Regions from separate parts of the Macaca mulatta genome. Here region 2 is linked to region 1. A link is a contact called in public Hi-C data. All regions are on one chromosome and are shown on one strand. The core of a region is the stretch at or near the end of the contact, and the rest is flanking DNA. Distances in the headings are between cores, read along the strand shown. Region 1 holds the start of REEP3 (receptor accessory protein 3). Region 2 holds the start of LOC114669982.

Evidence for each region. A called contact is a pair of places that touch in the nucleus more often than the background predicts.
Region 2: a Hi-C map of cortical neurons shows a contact between it and region 1, with 2.7 times the contacts expected there. The contact joins the promoter of LOC114669982 here to the promoter of REEP3 in region 1. A contact is called at or near these places in 3 of 14 Hi-C or Micro-C datasets (cortical neurons, fetal cortical plate and liver).

What each region holds. Positions count from the first base shown.
Region 1 is chr9:86,273,774-86,280,861 of T2T-MMU8v2.0, reverse strand. It overlaps REEP3 (receptor accessory protein 3), which reads left to right and starts at 4,424. Exons shown (of 8, transcript NM_001261663.1): 1 at 4,424-4,560. The coding sequence starts at 4,529. JMJD1C (jumonji domain containing 1C) reads right to left here and starts at 4,868. Exons shown (of 26, transcript XM_077946712.1): 1 at 4,721-4,868.
Region 2 is chr9:86,329,393-86,336,480 of T2T-MMU8v2.0, reverse strand. It overlaps LOC114669982, which reads left to right and starts at 3,280. Exons shown (of 1, transcript XM_028826600.2): 1 at 3,280-5,649. The coding sequence starts at 3,280. The coding sequence ends at 3,900. The region is part of intron 2 of JMJD1C (jumonji domain containing 1C); the gene reads right to left.

The sequences.
Region 1 (7,088 bases), core at 3,175-5,674:
AGACTCATTTAGTAATTTTAGCCTTTCTCCAAATAAATGTACTTTTTAGCTACTGAAAACTCTCTCCCAATAGAAATGGGAAGGTGACCTAGTATTCAGTCTCATTAGCATTCTCATTAATAATTACAAGGATCAGATACTATCTTTGTACCCTCTAATTCTGCTCTCACTACCTGCTCTCCTAGGTACTTTCCTACTCTCTGCTGCTCTGCTAATAAATGAACTCCTTTAACATGCAGTAGATGCACATTCCACATATCTCCTAGGAAAACTAATATTTAAAAAAAGAAAACAATGCTTTTAACAGTCTAATTACCCTTAGGTTTTAAAACCCCTTACGTTTGATCTTCGTAACAGTATCATCCCCATATTCAACAGGAAACGTACAGTGTGATTTACCAAACATCACATTACTGGTAGTAGAACTAGGTCTCCTGTGAGAATGTCCTTTGCCCTAAATACACTGCCTTCCTCAGAGAAGAAAAGTGTCTTTGTAGAACACAATGAAGGATGTGCTTTATATAGCACAATGTACAACTATTAGTGATATATGTATAAAATCAAAATCAAGTTCAGTACTTAAAGAAATATCTTCTATATAAGAAATGATTTCAAGCACGCCAAGAACCCACAGTATAAAAGCTTCTAGGCAGAAGGTACTATATTTCCTTTTCTCCCAGTGCCCCAGCACCTTATCTTATACAGTGAAGTACTAATGGCCACTTTTTTTTTTTTCAGACAGAGTCTTACTCTGTCACCCAAGCTGGAGTGCAGTGGTGCAATCTCAGCTCAATGCAACCTCCACCTCCCGGGTTCAGGTGATTCTCCCGCCTCAGTCTGCCGAGTAGCTGGGATTACAGGTGTGCACCACCATGTCCAGCTAATTTTTGTATTTTTAGTAGAGATGAGGTCTTGCCACATTGGCCAGGCTGGCCTCAAACTCTTGGCCCCAAGTGATCTGCCCTTGTTGGCTCCCAAAGTGCTGGGATTACAGGCATGAGCCACCGCAACCAGCGTTTAACGGCCACTTATTTCTTAGCAGATCTCAACTATCTGCTAATAAATTTAGCAGATTTCTGTGTATCTGAGTCACAGTCCAATACACAGAAATTACAAACACACTCCACTAAAATCTGGGCACTTTTCATGAGAGACTCTCCGCAGATGAAGTCTTACTTTAGATAAACAATTCTCAACCATATCAGACTCAATGTGCCCCCTGCATAAAATATTTTCCAACTTCTGCTTTACCACCCTGAAATAAAATAACAATATTCCTACAATTTCAAACAAATCCATATACCCTAAATAAGAATGGAAAAGAGAAATGAAAATGATTTATAATAACATATATTTCGATGTGGGGCAAAACTACACTAGAAGACTTAAAGAAGTAACTAGTAGCTGAATATATCTATGAATGCAGAGCTATTTGTGATACAATTTTCCAAAACTGTAAACAACTCTTAGTCAAGTTGTGAACAAAACAATCTTCCTTCAGTTCACATAACGGCTACATGTGGAAACAAAGACACTGGAAAATTCAGTTAAAATCATGATGTAAGACGGAGGTTCCAGGCTTTGATAATTACAAATATTACATGAATGTCAAGCAAGATATTCTTAAATCATGCAGGACATGGGGAGACTTTGTTCAGCACTGTCCCACAACTCTCTAGCCTCCACTCAACAAACGCAAGTTGTTAGCTCCAATCATTACAACAATCTAAAAAAATGCCTTCTAGTTTCCCCTTGGAGGGCAACACCGAGCTGCACCCATTGCCTTAAACACAATTCTGCTATCTATCCCAGTATAATGTAAAGAAGCTTGGGAAGCATGAATTAGATCTCCAGTTCTGTTACCAATGACCTGTGTGATCACTGGCCAATGAGATAACTTCTCTAAACCTCACTTTCCATCGTACCAAAAGGGAATAAACACTACCTGGCTTTTTAAGTTGTCAGAATGACTCAATGACATGTGTGCAGCACATGGTAGGTGGTTTCCAACCCATGGCCTATTGAGATGTGAAAAAAGGCACTGTTCCAGGTAAATAGAAAGCAAGCAGCAAAAAGTAACCTAAATGTGTAAGAGGCAGAAGATATAATAAGCATACAAAATAAAATTCAACGCACAGCAGTCTAGGGACATTTCAGAGAGCAGCCAGCAGTCCTACCTATCTCAGCAACCCCTGAAGGCATTAATGTGCTAGGATTAGCTGAAATAATTAATATTCACAATGATGATCTCCAAAGTAAAAAGGCAAGAAAGGCATACATTTTAAAGGGACTTCCAATGTACGTGGCTGAATTTTTTTTTTTAAATCTGATGCTTAGTGACTGTATTTCACAAATATTATTCAAATTTTTATTGGGCATTTACTCTCTTAGGCTAGATAGTTGGAAAACACAAAGAAATCCAGTACACCACGTCTGTTCTCAAACATTTTGCCATTCAGTATATTAGACATGGTAGAGGCAGAATGACACAGATAAGAAATAGAAATTCAAGTAATAAATTATGGGGGCACAGACAAAATTAGGAATAATTGTCCCTGAGGAAAAACAAGGACGTCTTCATGGCATAGGCCACTGAAAAATGAGGGTTCTGATAGGTACAGAATGGGGAGCAAAGTGTTAAGGGAAAAACAAAATCTGGGCAAAAGCACTGAGCATGAAAATACAGACTGGTTCAGAGAAGAGAGGTAGGGAAAGGGTACATTAGGAGTTGGGGGTGAAGGTAGTGAAAGTAAAGGCTGTAAAGCTATTTCAGGACCTGTTCGTGAAGGGATATGAATGATATTCAAATTCATTTCAGTTTTATTGAACAAGAGAGTTCGCCAACACGCTGGTGCTTATGCAGCACACCTGATCCTCAACGCTGAATAATGACCAAAAATAAAAGATTCAGAGTAAATGCAAATTACTACTAAACTTCCTGAAATAAAAATAGTCTTGACATGAATAAGCAAAAAGAACCTAACCCAACAGTAGAAAGTTCTGAGCTTGTTTCTTAAATAATGATTTATTATTTATTAAATAAATTACCCAATAAATAAATTTATTATAATAATAATAAATAAATTTATTTATTAAATAAATTACCCAATTTATTGACTGAGAACTGAAAGAAATTTAGGATAATCTGTTGTGTCCTTTGATTGTCTTCCACGCAAGTCACATTATTTCCTAAACATATTATTTAGCAGTGCCTCACATCATCCCCGAAAGGCAAGAGACAGACTACAGTATTATTATCCCCTTTTTATCACAGGGAAACTGAGGAACAAGAAGACAAAATTATAGTATGGTCACAAAAGCCATCATATTTTTTAGGACTTTAATTAAAGGCTCCAAGCCTACATTTCATCTTTTATTCTTCACACCATCTGAATACTAGAATTATCTTTTACTATCGTCTTAATTGGAAAAAAGAAAAATATCTAAACTTTAAGATCATTTTCTCAATTTGGTACTGTCACAAAAAAAAAAAAAAAGTTTTAAAAGTCTACCCTTGAAATGATATTTGCAAGAACAGCAAGGGTAAGCAGTAACCCAACCTCCAAAAAATACAGTTGTAAATCTTATAGCTGTAATACAGTTGTAAATCTTAAGACAGGTCAGGAATCCTAGACCCAGCCCTTACTTTGAACATCTGGCAGGCCTCAGGGAAATAATGGAGATTTGTGTCTGTAAAAGTCTTTGCAGATGCTCTAATGAAAAGGTGCCCTAAGAGGCCCAGAACAGTGGTATCACTACACTCACCACCGCAAACATGAAATCCTCCTCTGTCCCTCCCTGCCTTGCACCACGAGACTCGCGGCACACAAGGAGGCCTATGCAAGAACCTCTCGACATTTCCCTTAAAATGCGGTACTATAAGGACGCCTTTGGTGCTGGGCCTCCGTAAACACTGAGGGTACCGGATGTGGCCAGGCACACCTCAAAGTCTTGGCTCTCCAAAACCAGGGCCTGGTCGAGAGTCTTTTATTGGACACCGAGTTCCTGCGAATATCTCACTTTTCACACAGGCGCTGCCAATCCCTGCCCTCCAGTACCCTTCCTCAGCCTCCTGCCGCACTCTTGCCGCGAGGTGGGCGTCCCAAAGAGCTAAGGAGGAGGGTAAGGTTGGTTAGAGCGCAAGGGCCAAGGCCGCGGCCGCGAGGCCGTCCAGCACAGGCTACGGTCCTGCCGGTCCAGCCCCGGAGCCCGGCCGCCTGGCCCCGGCCCTGGCCTGGGCCAACGCGCCGCCGCCGCCGCCTATCAGCGGAGCGCAGGGGCGGGGCTGGCCGGCTCGGCGGCCAGGCCGGCGGGCGGGGGCGGGCTGGGACGGGCGGGGACGGGCGGGGGACCGACCGCCTCGCAGCCCAGGCCGCCGCGCGCACACACCGGGCCCGGCTCCCGAGGGCGCCAGCGCGGCCCCGGGGAGCGCGAGGAGCCGGCGAAGCGCGCGGCCTGCCGTTGGCGGCCTGGTCCGCAGCGCTCTGCGCCCACCCGTCCCGGACGTGGGGCCCAAGCCCCCGTGAAGATGGTGTCCTGGATGATCTCCAGAGCTGTGGTGTAAGTGCCGCTCACGGCGCCCTGCAGCCGGCGCGAGGCCCAGGGGAGCTGTGGGAAGGGGAAGGAGCCGAGAGGAAAGGGAAGGCCTGGGCCTGGGCGGGGACGGGGTGGCCCGGCCTGGGGCCTGCCGTGGGGCCGGGGGAGCCCTCGGCCTCCTCACCTTGGTCCACGTCGCTGCGGGGCTCCCTGCGGCTGCCGAGGGCCTAGCTGCGGCGACTGCGGCTGCGACGGCGGCGGCAGCTGTGGCGCTGCTCGGCTGCGTGCGGCGCGGCGCCCCTGCTCCGGCGGCGCTGGGTGGGCAGGCGCTCAGGGCAGGCGGCGCGCGCTCCCCGCTTCTGCTCCCCGCGCAGCGCGGCACCGCCCTGCGGGCCCGGGAGCGGCGCGCCTCGCAGCTGCTCCCTGCGCAGGCTCCGCAGACGCCGAGCGCGGGAGGCTCCGCGATCCTCCCGAGGATGCGGTGGCAGTGCCGAGCCTTTGTATCCCGCGGCTGATGCGTTGCGGTGTCTCTCTTGGCGGCTGATTGCCATTCGGTCACGTGTGGTAGGAGGAGAGATTTGTCTAAAAACCCGAGACCGCTCCCAGTCCAGGATCCCTGGGAAGGGTCCTAGTTGTCCCAAGATTTGCAGCTTACCGAGAAAGGTGACACCCGGCTGCTCGCCTAGATCCCCGAATTCGGCCCTGTCTTGGCGGAAATATTTGCTAAGTGATTGAAAGGCTGTAGGTGCCTGTTGCCTTTGTTCAAACTATCGGTTCATTTCATTGTTCTCCTACCAACAAGTGCTACAGGTCTGTAAGAAAAAAAAATTCCTTGAGTTGTGGTGTTAATCGTGTAAATGTATTTGAATACAATTTAAACTGATTTTCTCTCATCCTCCCCATTTTACCCCTCTCCCCGATTTAAAAAAAAAAAAAAAGTCACCAAGTAAACAATGACGTAGTTACAGCTAGGGTCTGTGAATTCATTATTCATCTCTGTAGTAGTGTTATCTCAGAAGGTTTCATAAAGGTATATGAAAAAATGTTTATGTGAGGGGGCAGGCTTCTCTGATTAGCTTTAGAATTTCGGAAAAATAACATTACCAGATTTTTTGTTGTTGTTGTTAAAAGGAGCTAAATTTTCTGAGTTTGGTGTTTATTTTGTTTGGAAGTGAATTACTAGTCCTATTTAATCCGATTTGCAGCACAGCATTCAAAATTTTTCATTTGATTAAATTGCAAAGTTTCTAGTTTTAAAGCCTCAGAGCTTCCTGTGTTCCCCTGTACAAAACTAAAAATCAAGATATAAACAAAAGGATACCGCAGATGCCTTCAGATTGTTTTTTAGCCTTTTCCTGGCCTCTCTTTTGAGTCTGTCATTTACCTAATCCAGGCATACCTTTCTTGACCTAGTAGATGTCTATCAACTGTTGTGTCCACACCTAGAAAATCAAGTGCCCTATTAAGAAGCTGTACTTTACAAAAAAAAAAAAAAAGCCTCTGGATTTCTTTGACCAGTTCTTCAACTGACAGAAAATTGTGAAGCACTTTTAGACTTTTGTTTTTCATAATTGACAATACGAACGTCTGTTCTAGGTGCTACCTGTAACACAAAGGTCAGTAACACGTAGTTGATCATGGTCATTGACAGTTTGGGTGCACAGATATCTGCGGTACAGATCCAAATGTCAACTCTTATAAAAGTTACACCCAGTTGAATACCCAGTGTTGGACAAGGAAGGGATATCTGGTTGAGAAAAAGAAAAGGCAAGGGAGATTATGTTTCAGATGGGCCTTAAAAAATAGACAGGCCCAGTAGAGTGGCTCACACCTGTAATCCTAGCACTTTGGGAGGCCAAGGAGGGAAGATTGTTTGATCGCAAGAGTTAGAGACCAGCCTAGGCAACAGAGCAAGACCTTGTCTCCACAAAAAATGAAAAATTTAATTAGCCGGTCACAGTAGCTCACACCTGTTATCCCAGCTACTCAGGGACTGAGGAGGATCGCTCAAATCCAAGAGGTCAAGGCTGCAGTGAGCCGTGATCGTGCCACTGCACTCCAACCTGGGCCACAGAGTGAGACTGTGCCTCAAAAAAACAAAAAAGAATGGACAGAATCGAGGCGGCCAAAGATGAAAAAGGAAAGGATTCCAGATATAGGGACCAGCGTGAGCCAAAGCCCAGAGGAGGAAAAGCCCAGATTAGTTACAGTGGGCATGAGGGACTCGGGTGGGGAAAAAGCAAGCTGGAAAGATAGCCTGGGGTGTGTTTTCAAGAAAGAAGGGGTAAATGTTATAAGGCAGCAACAGCTTTGCTTTGGAAGATTCTCTGCCCTTCTGTGAAATTTTCCAGTGGAGACCTGGAAAACAAGGAGACTCCTTAGGAGACTCCCTAACTGGAGAGAGGGGATTAAAGCCTCTTTGCAGTTAAAGTGCTTTAGCTACAGAATGTAAGGTTTGAGGCTAAAGACAGGGAACAGTAATGTGAGGAAGAAAATGTCATGAAAAGAAACGTGTTTCTCAAGTGTCAGGAACCGTTATTTTGTGAGCCATT
Region 2 (7,088 bases), core at 2,031-4,530, 57 kb before region 1:
TAAAAGATTAGAAAGTAATATCACTATAACCCCTGGTTGAAAAAATAAAAATAAAATCTTACTTTCTTTTTATCAAAGTATATATGTTCATACTGTACAAGAAATATGTTTGCTACCACGGTGTGGTAAAAAAATAATTTAATCCCAAAGATATCCATGTCCTAATCCCGGGATCCTACAACTGTTACATTACATGGGAAAGGAGAATTAAAGTTTATATGGAGTCATGGTTCACAGGCGGCAAGATTATCCTGGATTATGTCAACTGGCCCAAAGTAATCAACAGGGCACTTAGAAGTGTAAGGGGTAAGCAGGAGAGTCAGAAGGAGATGACTAGGGAAAAATGGTCAGAGAGCTACAACTGGGTTGGCTTTTTTTAAGATGGAGGAAGGGGGCCATGAGCCAAGGAATGTGGATAGCTTCCAAAAACTAGAAAAGGAAAGAAAATGGATCTCTCCTAGAATAAACAGTCTTGCCACACTTTGATTTTAGCCCAGCAAGATTCAGGTCTTTTCATCATAGTTTCATCTCTAGAACTACCAAATATTAAGCGTATAACATTTAAACCACCAAGATTACGTTAATTAGTTAAAACAATTATAGAAATTTAATGCACGTGGCAATTCCTCATACATAAGACCCAAAATAAGAATAACTGATTGTCTTTGAGACACAGCATTCCCTCAACTACTTTCAAGTTCTTATCATTATCCTTCCGAATCATGTGCCACAGGTGTATTCAGCCAGGACTTCTAATATACTTATAGGTTTTTAATTAAACATATTTGTAGCTTTAAAAAAAAAAATCACAAGCTAGCCTATTCAACATTTTCCATATAATTTCATTTTATATATTTATTTGTTTATTTACAGACAGGATCTCATTCTGTTGCCCAGGCAGAAGTGCAGTGGCATAATCTTGGCTCACTGCAGTCTCAACCTCAACCTCGCTGAGCTCAGGTGATCCTCCCACCTCAGCCCTCCGAATAGCTGGAACCACAGGCGTTGCACCACTATGCCCGGCTAATTTCTGTATTTTTTGTAGGAACAGGGTTTCACCATGTTGCCCAGGCTGGTCTCAAACTCCTGCGCTCAAGTATCTTCCCATCTCAGTCTCCCAAAATGTTGGGTTTACAAGCATGAGCCACTGTGCCCAGCCTAATTTCATTTAACTTAAAATCTACTCTGCAGTAATCACAGTCTAACAGGAATATTACATTATGTTAATGCTAAACTGTTCCAAGTTTCGTTTAAGAAATATGAATGTAAGAAAATCTGGAAATAAATCTAAAATGGTAGATTCTAGGCTAAAAAAACTAAATTAGTAATATTCAAATTTTCAAATAAAGACTTAAGATAAAAAACTCATCAAGGGTTCACATAGTTATGGTTCAACATACATTTTTCTTTTTTTGGTAAAATCAGATACGGTGAAATGTAAAGATAGTATCAATTCAATAAGTTTTGACAAATATATATATTTATATATATATTTACTTGTGTAAATATATATACCTGTGTAACCAACAATCAGGATAGGAAACATTTCCATAACCTGAAGAAACTCTTTCCCATTCTTTCCAGTCAATCTCTACCATCCACAGATAATTTATTTTTTAATATCCAGCTTAATACCTTACCATTTACTAATATATGTAAACCTTCTCTTTACAACACTTAAATTCTCAACTAAGAAAGCAATAAAGTCATTTATATATAGATTTTTTTTTTCCTTTTTTAGAGATGGGGGGGTCTCACCTATGTTGCCCAGGCTGGACTCCAAGTCCTGGGCTCTAGCAATCCTCTCACCTCAGCCTTTTACACAAACAAAATAAAAGTAGTTACTGATGGAACTCCCAATTTCTAGAACCACTAACATCAGCAATACTTCTTAAGGAAGATTATACACTTTTGTACGAAAATAACCAGCCAAAACCTTCAAAACTACTTCTATTTCCTGTTAGAAACACCTATTAGCAAAACATACCTATTTTGCAACGTCGAGTCAACATTAATACATGCCGCATTAACTATATCACTGACTACAGTGATGAAAACCCGAGTTTACAAAACATTCAGAAACTATTAAAACAGGTAGGTAAAAAACATTAGGTAGATACCTGTACAGATATTACAGTGAATTTGGAATTGTAAGCTTGCATGCATACAAGGGGAAAAAAATATTCCTAAATTTGAAATTTTCAGTGAAAAAATAAGTGGCTCAGGGCACTACAAATAAATTTCATAGATAACGTATTCATAAATCAACCTTGGGAAGTCTAGTCTATGTCTTGTCTCTACTACGCCCCTTACCTTCAAGCTGCCCCTCAGTGAGAATGCACTTGGGAACACAACAGAGCATATTACAGCTCAAAATCACGCACATACCTACACTACTCAAAGAAAACACTGGCAGTGTCACACATAAGAAAGCAAAAGAAAAAAAAAGACAATCAATTCTGCATGGCATTTAACATTTTAATTGACATTTTTCGTCTTATTTAAAACCATATAAAACCCAGAAACAGCTTGACTCCAAAGCACTGCATCTTTCTAACAAAAAAAGTACACTGGGCACAGAAAGAAAGAGATTACCCTCCATACCAAAATTTTTCACTTTTATAAACCTTTCCGGTTAGAAAGCCAAGCATCTATTAAGGTGAGGATAAACCCGGGCACCGCCACCACCACCACGGCCTCTGCCTCTAAAACACAAAGGAATCCCCGGACTGTGTGGGAACGTCTCTGTCCTTTCCTCCCTCCCTTTCAGCAAACTTACAGGACAAGTTTTAAGTCTCGAGCTACAACACTATGAACACTTTTCCAAGAAAAGAGATGCCAGGGAAGCTGGCCACCTATCGCTATGAGTGGTCCGCCCCCTACCCCTACCTGCCCGCGCGGCGCCGGACTCGCAGCTCCGCCTTTTGGGGAGGTCTCCGCGGCCGCCCAGGCGCCACAGTGGGCAGCTGCGGTCGACCCCTCCGGGATTGGGGGCAGGGCGGCCTCCGCGGCTATCCCGGGAGTCCCGCTCCGACACCGCCTCCCCTGGGGAAGCCGCTCGCAGAGAGGCAGGGACCCAGGCAAGGGATGCGGGCAAACAAGCCAAGGGCTCGGCAGAGGGGCGTGACCGCCAGTTGGCCGGGCTGAGCGAGGTGCCAGAGGGAAGCCCGCAAGGTACGTCTGCGAGAGCCGGGTGCGGACGCGGCAGGGGGGAAGGGGGGCGCTCGCTCTCTTACCGCCAGGTCCGGATTGCGGCTGTCCCTGTGTGACACGGCTCGGATGACCCCCGCTCGCCAGCCGCGTCCGCTCTCCCAGCGCTCCGGACGCGCCTCGTCGCTGACCGCCACACACAGGAACCGCTTCCCCACCAGCTCCGGCCGCGTCTCCACCGCCATAGCCGTCGCTGCCGAAGCGACCGCTGCCTCCTCCAGGGCGAGGGAACCGGTGAAACCTCGCTCCTACCGGCCGCTCATGCTGAGGAGAGCGAACCGGGGCACGGCAGCGGCCCCGAACGAGCGCAGACTCGGGGCGCACTGGCCGCTCTGCCCCGGACACAGCGACCTCGGTCCCTCCCCCAAACACTCCTCTGGAATCCCAGATTCGCAGCGTTGGGCTGCAGCGCCACACAAGAAAAGTGAGAGAAAACCCAACACGGCCGTCGAACACCCAGAGGCAGCCCAGCCGCCGCCACCGCACCGCGGCCAGTACTGCTCCGTCTCCGTCCCCGGGCAGCGGCGACGCGCAGCGCGTCTCCTTCCGCCGGCGCGGGCGGGGCAGGAGCCGCGGGAGGGTCGGCGGAACCACCGCAGACGGAAAGTAGTGCCCAGCCTTGCGGAGGCGGCGGCCGCCACGGGGTCCTCCGAGATCCAGAGGTGGCGGCGGCGGCAGACCAAGAAATGAAGCCGGCCGCGGGGAAGTAGGCGACAGCTATTCAAAGCTTTTGGGGGTCTACCTGTGTATTCGTTGCTCCCTCAGAAGTGGAGGTGAGGGGAAAGTGAAGTGTAGTGGTTCCACTTTGATCACAAAATAAACTCCAGGGTTGACGCCTCACCCCCGGCGCGATGTTCAGAGCACACGGCGCCCGCCGCCTGAGTTAGCCTGAATTAGCAGTACCGCAGTACCAGCAGCAGAGCAGGACAACACTTCTACTGAAAACTAAGCCCCAAAGTCACAGCAGAACCAACCGTTCATGACTTCAAGGGAAAACGAAGGGGAAAATATCATCCTTTTCTTTTGTAGCGATACTAATTACATGTTTAAGCTATTCAGAGATTTAAATTCGTCACTGCTTTATTATAAGAACAGTAAATGCTCCGTGGCGGGCCCTTGTCAACGTCCTGAAATTTCACAAACCTTGTCTGCGACAGTCTTAGTGCTTTTAGTACTAGTACATACCTCAAACACACAGGTAGGTCGGATAATAACAGCAGAGAAAATCCCCAGATTCAGTTATTAGAAAATACCACGGAAACAAAAGGATTTTAACCAATCACAATTCAAGAAAATAAATTATATTTATTTCCCATCCAATTACAATAGGACTCCCTAACCTACACACAGATCTCTTGGAACACTCTTCTTTGATCAACTTCTTTAATTGTTATAAATCAAACCTCCCTACAGATGTCAGCGAGCAGTTCGATTTCAGGCACACTTTATACTGCTTTTTTATAGGTAGTTTTAAAAATCCCAGTTGTGGTTTTTCAGTGGCATTAGTGATTACAGTCCGCTTAAAAATTCTTCTAGTCCAATAAAATATTCTAAATTTCAGTCTCTTAGAGATTTTCCTGAACCTCTATTTTAAAAAAGTTTAGTAATCTGAATGTTTAAATAACTATAAGGCTTTTATCTGTTTTCTCTAGAACACTCAAGCTGGGCAATTTGAAATGGAGAAACATGACCACTGCTAATAGGTTAGAAACCAAAATTATAAGGAAGATGGATTTTAATAATCATGGTCGAATTTTGCTAATCTAAAGACCAAACACAGAACTGTAATAAATAGGCTGGGCGCGGTGCCTAACGTCTGTAATCCCTGCACTTTGGGAGGCGGATCACCTGAGGTCAGGAGTTCGAGACCAGCCTGGCCAACATGATGAAACCCCCTCTCTACTAAAAGTACAAAAAATTAGCTGGGGGTGGTGGCGCGCGCCTGTAATCCCAGCTACTCAGGAGGCAGCACTCGGAGAATCGCTTGAACCTGGGAGCCGGAGATTGCAGTGAGCCGAGATCGCACCACTGCACTCCAACCCGGGGAACAAGAGCAAAAACTCAGTCCCCCGAAAACAACAACAAAAAGCTCTAATAAATTAAAAAGGCAAAACATATCCAAAAATGCACATTGGCAAGTTGAGAGAAAAACTTAATTTTGCTTGGGCAATTTTATTTCCAAGTCCACTTTTTCAGTGTACACTGTATAATGAAGAATTACAGATGAAGATTTCTAAAATCAATGTAGATTAAGGAGCCAGTAAAGTGGCTTGGTGACAATAATCCAACATATGTAAGGATACAAGAGAGCCGGGCGCGGTGGCTCACGCCTGTAATCCCAGCACTTTGGGAGGCCGAGACGGGCGGATCACGAGGTCAGGAGATCCAGACCATCCTGGCTAACACGGTAAAACCCCGTCTCTACTAAAAATACAAAAATATTAGCCGGGCGCAGTGGCAGGCGCCTTAGTCCCAGCTACACGGGAGGCTGAGGCAGGAGAATGGCATGAACCCGGGAGGCGGAGCTTGCAGTGAGTGGAGATTGGGCCACTGCACTCCAGCCTGGGCGACAGAGCGAGACTCCGTCTCAAAAAAAAAAAAAAAAAAAGAGTAGGCAGATCAACATCCAGATACCAACTCATCAATGATCTGCTTTGTGACCATGCGCATGATGCAATTGTAAAAATGCAAAAATGCCTGAATCCTAATTTTCAGTGATATCCTAGGAGCAAATGAAAAATAGATAAAGTCATTTGAGAAAAACATGCAAATTCATCAGTTATTACATAAATCCCACTCACCAAATTACATTCTTAGGAGTATAGGTTGCTGGTTGCCTTACATAAATAAAAACTGCCAGCTGTTTTCAATTTTGTAGGCAAACTGCTCTACATGGGCCCTTAGGAACTCCCACTACATGTTGAATTCCACCCTTTTCAGTCTTCTGAAAAGCACGTAATCCAACAAACCAATCAAAATATTTCATGTATAGAAACAAAGTTTTTCAGGAGGGCATATATCCCTGTAATATTTTTAATCAAATATCTTAATATTCTTAGAACTATAGGCCAAATTCTGTTCTACTAATCCCTTGACTACAGTCAATGCCTAGAGTTTACACTAATTCGTGGATATTTTGCTGTTGGAAAAACTTAAAAGTACATTTTTAAAAATGTAGAATAAAAAGTCATTAAAGATTTTTTGCTTGTTTGCTGGCATTTTTTGCTTCGTTTTGTATCAAGGGGTATTTGTATTATTTTATTTTTGCCAGCAAATCATAACATTGTAAATAACAATGAATTAAAAAATTTTTTCAAGTCGGTTTTGAAACTTCAGAGTATTTGTTTCTTTTTTTTTTTTTTTTTTTTTTTTTTTTTTTTTTTTTTTTTTGAGACGGAGTCTCGCTCTGCCACCCAGGCTGGAGTGCAGTGGCCGGATCTCAGCTCACTGCAAGCTCCGCCTCCCGGGTTCACGCCATTCTCCTGCCTCAGCCTCCCGAGTAGCTGGGACTACAGGCTCCCTCGCCCGGCTAGTTTTTTTTTTTTTTTGTATTTTTTAGTAGAGACGGGGTTTCACCGTGTTAGCCGGGATCGTCTCTCGATCTCCTGACCTCGTGATCCGCCCATCTCGGCCTCCCAAAGTGCTGGGATTACAGGCTTGAGCCACCGCGCCCGGCCGTTTCCTTACATTCTTTACTTCCATAAAGATACTCGGAAACAGAAGAGTGATGGTATTTGTTTTCATTATACAGGCAGAAAGAATGACAGTGAAGTACTTAAAATAACTAAGTTTACTTATAGAAGCTGAAAATTAGAAATATAAATTAGATTTTCTAGTCTTTCCATCGCCACATGTAAATATGTCCATTAAATATGCCT